3 separate regions of the Zea mays genome follow, and regions 2 and 3 are each linked to region 1. Evidence: chromatin contacts called from public ChIA-PET and Hi-C data. All regions are on one chromosome and are shown on one strand. Each heading gives the region's core, a stretch centred on a gene start, on an enhancer-like site or on the middle of the called end of the contact. The rest is flanking DNA. Distances are from core to core; before and after follow the strand shown. Region 1 holds the start of LOC100193694. Region 2 holds the start of LOCLOC100383387. Region 3 holds the start of LOC100273352.

Region 1 (2,700 bases), core at 88-2,587:
TGTTTGTACACTTGGCACACTTCTGAACCCTACCAAATATGAAATGCTCAGAATGTTAAGAGACAGCTTAAGCTTAAAAGGACACTACAGAAGGCATACAGATCAGAAGCAATGACAGCCTCAAGCTACAAACAGAAGTTTTCAAAAGATTGAAATACTGTAGACAGAAGCCAAAAGCTCATAAATCATTTGCCAAGATAATCCCAAGAGCAGGCAAAAATCTCGAGGAAACAAAAATCAACAACCCCAAGTCCTCAACAAATTATGAAAAAAGGTTTAAGTTTAAGACCCTCCAAGGCATCAGCATAAAAGCAATGACAGCCCCAGCTACAAAAAAAAGTTTCTAAAGATTAAAACTACGGTAGACAGATGCCAGAAGCGCATATATTATCTGCTAGATAATCCCATGAGCTAATGAAAACCTCGAGGAAATGAAAATCAACTACCAGAAGCCCTCAACAAATTATGAAAAAAAGTTTAGCTTTTGGACCCTCCACTGCCACACCTATATAACAACGGCAATATTTTCAATAAATCCATTCTGCTTTCTAACTTTAATGCATATCCCAACACATATAGACATTTGCCAAATACTGAAGCACAACTACCAGAGTACCGATCTGTTGGAGCTAAATTACACGACAAAGACCACCACATGAAGTAGTTGCTCGAACCAGACACAGTAGAGAAACCTCAACATGTCGAGGTGTAAGGAGTAATAAACAGTCCTGAATCCCTATTAAGACACTGCGCATAGCACTTCCTCCGACTCGAACAAGTCAAACGCTTCAACACCCAAACCACCGTAAAAGCCAGCCACGACCCATTGGGTTTAGCGGCCCAAGGAACCCCCGGCGATCCCCGGACACCCGTGGCGACGAAAGGGATGGTTCCGCTAAACCTCTCCGGAACACACCGGACCGACCAAATCTCGCGAGGGAACGACGGTACTGGGCCGATCCGAAGAGGCCAGCGGCCGGTTGAATTTATTACCATCTTGCACATCTTCTCCCGCGGCGCGCTCGCCGAAGACCTGCGCAAACCGCCACTCCAGCGGCTGCGGCTGCGGCTGCGCCGCCGCCGCAGCGGGCTCAGGGCGGTCGTCGGGGGACTTGGGCTCCCGCTCCATGACGCCGCCTCCGCCGCCGTCACGACACCATGGCGGCGCGGGATCTCGGTGGGGAGGGATCTCGGGCTGGGAGAGAAGGTCCCCGAGAGCTGGGTAGGGGAAAGGCGGGCGGCGGGGAAAGGCGGGCGGCGGGGATCGATGGGGTAGGGGACTCGATTCGGGGCTCGGGCGTGCTGGCGTGGGGAGCAGAGCGCGTGCTGCTGCTGAGTGGGAAGGAGCGTGCGAGCGGGGGCGCCGTGTTTACCGTATCGATACCAAAACACTATTTCATACATACAATGTTACCTTGTTTATAAAGTTAAACCAGTCAGTTGCTCGTGCGTTTCGACGACTTACAACAACATTCACGTAAATTATTCATCAAAAAAAATTTCAAGATTTTTATTGATTGTCTCCACTCTTTATATGATATTTTTTTATTTGGCTAACTGATGTTATTGTTTACTCCATACAATATGTTTTGGTACAACAAGGCTAATGAAGTGAGCGATTAGAAGAGAGTTCACAACGACTGACTGGACGAATAAATATTATAAAATAACATAATTCCACCATACAAAGACCGAATAAGAGAAAGTTTGTGAGCTCAAGTTTCTAAAATAAATCACATGAAGTCAAACTTATAAAAAAGATAGATCAAAATATGGAGTGATTGCTAAAGTCAGACATCAATAAAAATTTGATGTGCTACATATAAATTATGCTAATTCGTAGCAATTACTAACGCTTAAAACCAACAAATACTCTTTCATTTTGTCGTTAGTGTGACAAATCATTGTTGCTCCATCTAATTCAGCAACCTCAAACAACATGTAGTCCATTGCGCCAATGTGGTCTCAGAAACGACCTAATGTTTGTAAGAGCCAAGAACGTCATGTCGTGCTTGGGCTGTAGCCTCGGCGTGTAGTGCTAGCCTGGCCCGACACGATTATTTTTTTATTTTACAAAAAACGTATATACATATATACAATTTATATTCAATAGTAAAAACATCTTAGCATGATGTTCTACTGGTTAGACAGATTCAACCAGTATCTCATATCCTTCTTCCATCAGGGCATGGGTTTGAACCCCACCTCCTACACCGTTTTTAACATTTTACGCTGATTTAATTAAATGGGCCGACGGGCTAACGGGCTGGCCCGACACAGTCAGTAGGCCGGCATGACGTGCCTGGGCCATAGTTGTCGCCCGCGTGCGGCCCGTGCTGGGCGTCGTTTGGCCATCTATAGACGTGCAGTGGATTAATTTAAAATAGTTGTGAGGGGTTATTTGTAAAAAGATGACGCAGGACGACCGTTGAAACTGGTGCTTTAAGTATAGTATAGATATGATAGGATAGAAAATATAAGATAGAATATAATGTTTATAAACTTAAATAAAATAAAATAAAATAAAATAAAATAAAATATATCTTGAGTAAGTTGTTGAAGATAATATAACATCTTTTCTAGTTCTTTAAAAACTCTCTAAACTTATTGTTGAGGCATACATTGTCGAAGGTCCTCAAAATACCTGTATTACGTAATCAAATGTGTTCCATGTGTATAATGAATGCTTTCGACTGTTTC
Region 2 (2,700 bases), core at 16-2,515, 140 kb after region 1:
CTTCAGTCAACTTAAGTTTCTTTGGCTACTTGATATAGTGTGGCTATAGTACTAAAGCTAGAGCGATAAAATGATATACTAGAAGATATCCTAGGTGCCGCTTATTATTTATTTATTTATTTCACTTTAAAGAATATATTTGCAATAATTTAGTTTTAAGGAAAAAATATTAGGGACCCACTATATATCGTCCACCCGTCACACGTGTATGTTAAAAGGGCTTGACATGTACATTTTATCCTCTCCTTTCCACACAGCCCATGCCATCGCCTCACACTGTCAACACCGTTGCATCTGCCCTGTCGTCTCAGTCATCACCCTTGACTGTGACCACCTCCATCTAAGCCTCCTCTTTTTTAGATTCAACACAAAAAGCGCCCTCACCTCCAAAACTTCCCGATTTAGGACGATGCATCTACACCTCTACGACTATGTTAAACTCACTCTCCTCCTCTTTTGACCAATGCTCCTACCACATATGCGTCGTCAAATTGACTTTTTCCGTTGCTTCATGGGTGGCTTTCCACCGCTTACACCTCTATCGTCGTCTTGACCACTGTCGCTGTTGGTGTCATACACTCTCCAAAAAAGCCTCTTTCTACCACCACGAAAACTCTCGAACCCTGATGTACGATGTAGTCATGGCAACCACCACCCTCCGTCATTGTCTTGACCACCACCATCGTCGTAGGCTCTCCAAAAAGCCTATTTCTACCACCATAAAAACCGTCGAACCCTACGGTGGTGTAGTCATGGCAACTCGCATATTTTTGTTTGGACTAAGCATTTATCATTTTTTATTAATAATAACAACTTGCTATATGCTAGTTTTGTCCTATGCACTAGCTAGTCACAATGTCTCCAGTATTATCTTCTATATCTGTTCTTTACATTCTTCTCAAATGATTTTTTCCTCTATATATCACATTTCTCTCCAGCAACATCCTATACATCTCCCTCTATACGTAAATATCTATATTAAAGACATATTTTATTTTAATTTTTTTGTATACTTATTTGTTATACTCTTTGTATATATTTTAGTTTTACTAAAACTGTTGTTTAAAATATTAAAATAGATAAATGAGCGTAGAAAGAATCTCTCTATTACATATAGGATGGAGTGCTACCGTCTTTGATAGGGATGGTGGACTGTTTAACATGGCGAATGAAGCGAGCAGTCAAATGTGCAACGGGTGGGCTGGGCTGGGATGCAATAATAGGGAAGTGCAGGAATGGCGGAGCGAATATAGAACAGTGAAAGGGCAGTCCTCCGCCCCGAAAGGCAACAATGAGAGGAGAGGGAGGGAGGCCGCGCGCCTGGCTCGTCCTCCCCCTTGCTTCCTTCCGTCGTTTATAAGCGACGGCAACACAGGCGAAGAAGACGGGGGGAGAAAGGGGCGCACGAGGCAATTTATAGGGAGGAAGAGGAGGGGCCGGGCCTGAGCAGAGCAGGCCGGACCAGCCATCTCTCCTCTGAGGCGTCGAGGGGAGGCGGCGCCCGAGATGGGGGACTCCGGCGGCTCCGTCGTGTCGGTCGACGTCGAGCGCATCTCCTTTGGCGGCAAGGTCCGCACAACGTCCCCCCCCCCTCCTCCTCCGCTCCGATTCTTTGTTTCTCGGCTGTTCCAGCGCTCCCATGCGAATTTTCCTCTCTCCTGTTCTTGCTAGCGTTGGGTCTCGTCCTCTCGGCTCTCGCCCTCTCGGTGGGTGGTATCTGCTGGTGGTTTGGGAGGGAGGGAGAAGGGATTGGGCCCTTGAAATTTCGTGCCCCCCCCCCCCCCCCCCCGGTCGTAATCGTATTTCGTGTGTCTCGTCGCATTGCGTTTCCGTCTCTGTTGCGGCATTTGGTCGGTTCAGCTTCAGCACGTTCTTTCGTTCTTGCTCATGGATTCATCTTTTTTTACTGTGGCCCTATAAAACAATCAGACAGCAGCCCACGACGCGGAATCTTGGCAAGGCCGCCCCCCCACCCCACCCCCGCTTGCTCTTGCGACCCGCGATTCGTGAAGCTGCATTTCGTCTGCTCTCCGCTGAAGCAGCAGCAGCAGCCGCCTACCTTTTAGCTCCGTCTCCGAGATGGTGGATCCCTCGCTTCCGCGTCACCAACTCACCACCACCACCACGACGCCTTTATCACACGATTTTAGCGCTAAAGGTTCTGGCCCGGCGCTCTTGCGTGCTGATTCGGTGTTCTAACCACCACTTCCCTTGTGTCTCTTGTTTCAACCGGGGTTCTTAAACTGTCTAGTTCTTATTTGTTTGGTAGTGGTTCAACGTGGAGCGGTTTCTTACTCGGCGAACGACCGACAGCTTTGGAAATTGGCCACCTACTGTGTTTCTTAATTAGTGGAGTAATATAATAAACAAAAGCAGTGCGCGGCTTTTGTTTTTGCTGTTGCTAATTTTAACACAAAAAAAACGTTTACCTGAAACTCGTTTGCCGTAGGAAGATTCTATTCAGTTTGGACTAGTGCCTGAGTAAACGGGTGAAAAATTTTAAGTGTAGTTTACAAGCCCCTTTTCGATGTGGATTTCTCTAATAACTTCCAATGGTATGCTTGTGAGCCGGCAGTCAAATCATTCCTCAGTACAATATTTATTGTGGAGCAATCATCTGCAGTTCGAATCGTGTTATGCATCACTCCTGTTTGCTGTCCTGGAAGGCAACGGCTGTGGAACGATCACCTTTAGGACCAC
Region 3 (2,700 bases), core at 31-2,530, 240 kb before region 1:
TCCATTGTTCCTCGTGCATCCGGCACGAACCATTTAGCTACAGTCGGCGACACCGTCCTACTCCTAAAAACACCTTGAGGGGCAACCCCGGGTGTGCGGTCGGACCCAAAGCACCGACACTCGACATTGCCAAACACATCTCTGTCCACAATTTCTCAGGTGATATCAATGTTTATTTTGAATTTTATCTATGTCTTTTTCTATAAAAGGATTCATTAACATGGATAAGTCTTCTTGAGGGGCATTATGATGGAGGCATGTACTCTCTCAAACAATATGATGGTGCCACCCTCAAACAAACCCTAATTGGTTGATCTACCAGTCGCACCCAATAACATGCTTATGTTAGTTACCCCTCGTCTCAAGTTGTTTAGTTGATTATGCATCTTAATAATATTTCATGTCCTAAAGAGTCAAAGTCATCCATTTTTAGTGCCTAATATGTAGCTCAAAGTTAGCAATTGACCTATAATATCTAGGCGTCGTCTCCTAGTCAACTATGGCGTCGTCGAGATAGTTATCTTAGTTCAATTTAATTTATCATTAGCTATTTTGTAATACATTCTTGTAATGTAATAAAGATTATGATATTCGTCTCTATACACCGAGTCATTATATGTGTGGACTTGATTATAACGCACATATGAGATGTATCTGGATTTCGCTTTAAATACGGGTGTGACAATAACATCAGTCACCTATTTTTGTGCCAACCTCATATTTTATCGGTTCTCTAAACACGTGGATGTCGATTATTACTTTGTATATGATCATCCGATCATGTCTCCACTCAATAACTTGGTGTGCGGGTCGTTTCATAAGGTTCAGATTGTAGATATTATGATCAAGCCCTTATCGGTTCATAAGAATTTTGTTATAATTTGGATGTGCAGGGAGCAAAAGGATAAGGTGCAGTTACTATTCTAGCTTCTTGCTCGACGATGCGCTAGGGGTCTAGGGCAGCTGGCAATGAAGCCGAACAAAAATCCCGAATCGACAGCCTTTAAATGTCACATAAATCGCCACGACGAAGAATTGAGCAGCACCGTCCCCCACCCATCTCAGCTGCCAATTCTCCTATCCGACAGCTTGCAGGACGGATACTAATAACCGTCGATAGCACGCAGGTTCTTGCATCCGACGGCTCAGAAAGCCAGCCTCTCACGGGCTGCTCTACGCCTCCCGGGCCACCTGGCTACCCGGCCATCATAAAGAGGCGGCCTCCCGCCCCTCCTCTCCTCGCGCTGCTTGCTTGTCCGTTGTCGCAGAGAGAGAAAGAGTGGGATGGCAATGGAGAGGTCGTTGTCGTGCGCGGAGAGGGGCAGCCAGTACGGCGCCGGGGCGGGGGCGGGGGCGATGAACCTCCGGAGCTACAGCGCCTCCTACGAGCGACCGACGACAGCGGCGCCGTCCACGGTGCAGCGCGCCAGGAGCGTGAGCTCGTGGAGCACGCCGCCGGCGCCGCCGCCCGTGCAGCGGGCCGGGAGCACCAAGAGCGGCCCCACCGCCGCCGCCGGTGGCCGGGCCGCCCCGGGGCTGAACCTGCGCTCCTACAGCGCCTCCTACGCGGCCTCCTACGGGCCCACCCTGGCCGATACCGGCGGGCAGCTGAAGCGCTCCGGCAGCGTCACCAACTGGACCTCCGCCAACCGCCGCTCCGTCAACCTGAGGGGGTACGCCCCGTCCTTCGCCGCGATGGACGACACCGCCGGCGCGGTCCCGGCGCCCAGGAGGAAGCTGCGGGCGGGGGCGGACGACGCCGAGGTGCAGCGGCGGCGGCTGGTCGTGTACAAGACGTACGGCGTGGAAGGGAAGGTCCGGGAGTCGGTGCGCCGCGGCGTCAGCTGGATCAAGGGCAAGTGCTCCGGCGCGGCCTACGGCTGGTGGTGATCGATCGCCAGCTCCATCGCCGTGCCCACCGGCCTATCGGAGTGGTACTACTACGGTACGGTCTACCATATGAGCTGGTGCACTGCATGCCCACCGCCGCACCAGTACCTCCTGTTACTTGTTCTTGGAGTTAGGAGTTTTTTTAATCTTTAGGAGATGGATTTGGTTGTATGTAGTAGCATACTAGCATGAGCTGTGGAGCTTCTTCTCTTGGTGAGTGATCTCGTGTCTTGTGAGGGAAGGAGGAAGTTCATGCTGTGGGTGTCCTACTCCTCTTTACAGAACAGATATCTGGACTCTGGTCTATGTAAATATAGGTGCTGCGTATGTATATATGTGTGTATAGAATAAGATTTCTGTAAATTATTACTACTACTACAGGCAAGACTGCTGTTGATGGCCTCTTTGAAAAGGCCGGCTTCGGATTCACTATTGTAACTGTATCTCAGAAGCCGGTGAAGTGATCAAATCCTGACCTGCTCCTCCATCGTCTAGTGCTCTAGACTGATTTGGTGATCAGAGACATGTGGGGGAGGAATACCCTTACTATTCAAATTTAAATAGCAAGAGGATTAGGATTCATGATCATCAAATCAACCCCTAGTTTGTTTTGCTGCCATACTAAACAGTGACGCAGCATCATACGTGTCAGGAAGAAGGTCTGAATTTGTGGCAGCACATATATACCGCAAATGGAACGGGGGTGTCACAGTAGGATTCAGAATTTTCATCAGCCAGCAGATTTCTAGCCTGTAATCTTGGTTCCTTCTCGTTCAGTTTTTTTCTTCTTCTTCAGATTCGAGCTAAAAC

The links. A called contact is a pair of places that touch in the nucleus more often than the background predicts. ChIA-PET counts read pairs in DNA pulled down with a chosen protein or histone mark.
Region 2: a Hi-C map of leaf shows a contact between it and region 1, with 7 times the contacts expected there. The contact joins the promoter of LOCLOC100383387 here to the promoter of LOC100193694 in region 1. A contact is called at or near these places in 2 of 25 Hi-C or Micro-C datasets (leaf and tassel).
Region 3: a contact with region 1 is called in an RNA polymerase II ChIA-PET map of seedling, with 4 times the contacts expected there. The contact joins the promoter of LOC100273352 here to the promoter of LOC100193694 in region 1. A contact is called at or near these places in 7 of 25 Hi-C or Micro-C datasets (bundle sheath, ear, endosperm and 2 more) and 1 of 3 datasets of contacts at active chromatin or transcription factors (seedling).

The regions. Positions count from the first base shown.
Region 1 is chr4:237,919,890-237,922,589 of Zm-B73-REFERENCE-NAM-5.0, reverse strand. It overlaps LOC100193694, which reads right to left and starts at 1,337. Exons shown (of 15, transcript NM_001358863.1): 1 at 994-1,337. The coding sequence starts at 1,129.
Region 2 is chr4:237,777,254-237,779,953 of Zm-B73-REFERENCE-NAM-5.0, reverse strand. LOCLOC100383387 reads left to right here and starts at 1,265. Exons shown (of 10, transcript NM_001176042.1): 1 at 1,265-1,569. The coding sequence starts at 1,507.
Region 3 is chr4:238,158,169-238,160,868 of Zm-B73-REFERENCE-NAM-5.0, reverse strand. It overlaps LOC100273352, which reads left to right and starts at 1,280. Exons shown (of 1, transcript NM_001159432.1): 1 at 1,280-2,264. The coding sequence starts at 1,285. The coding sequence ends at 1,890.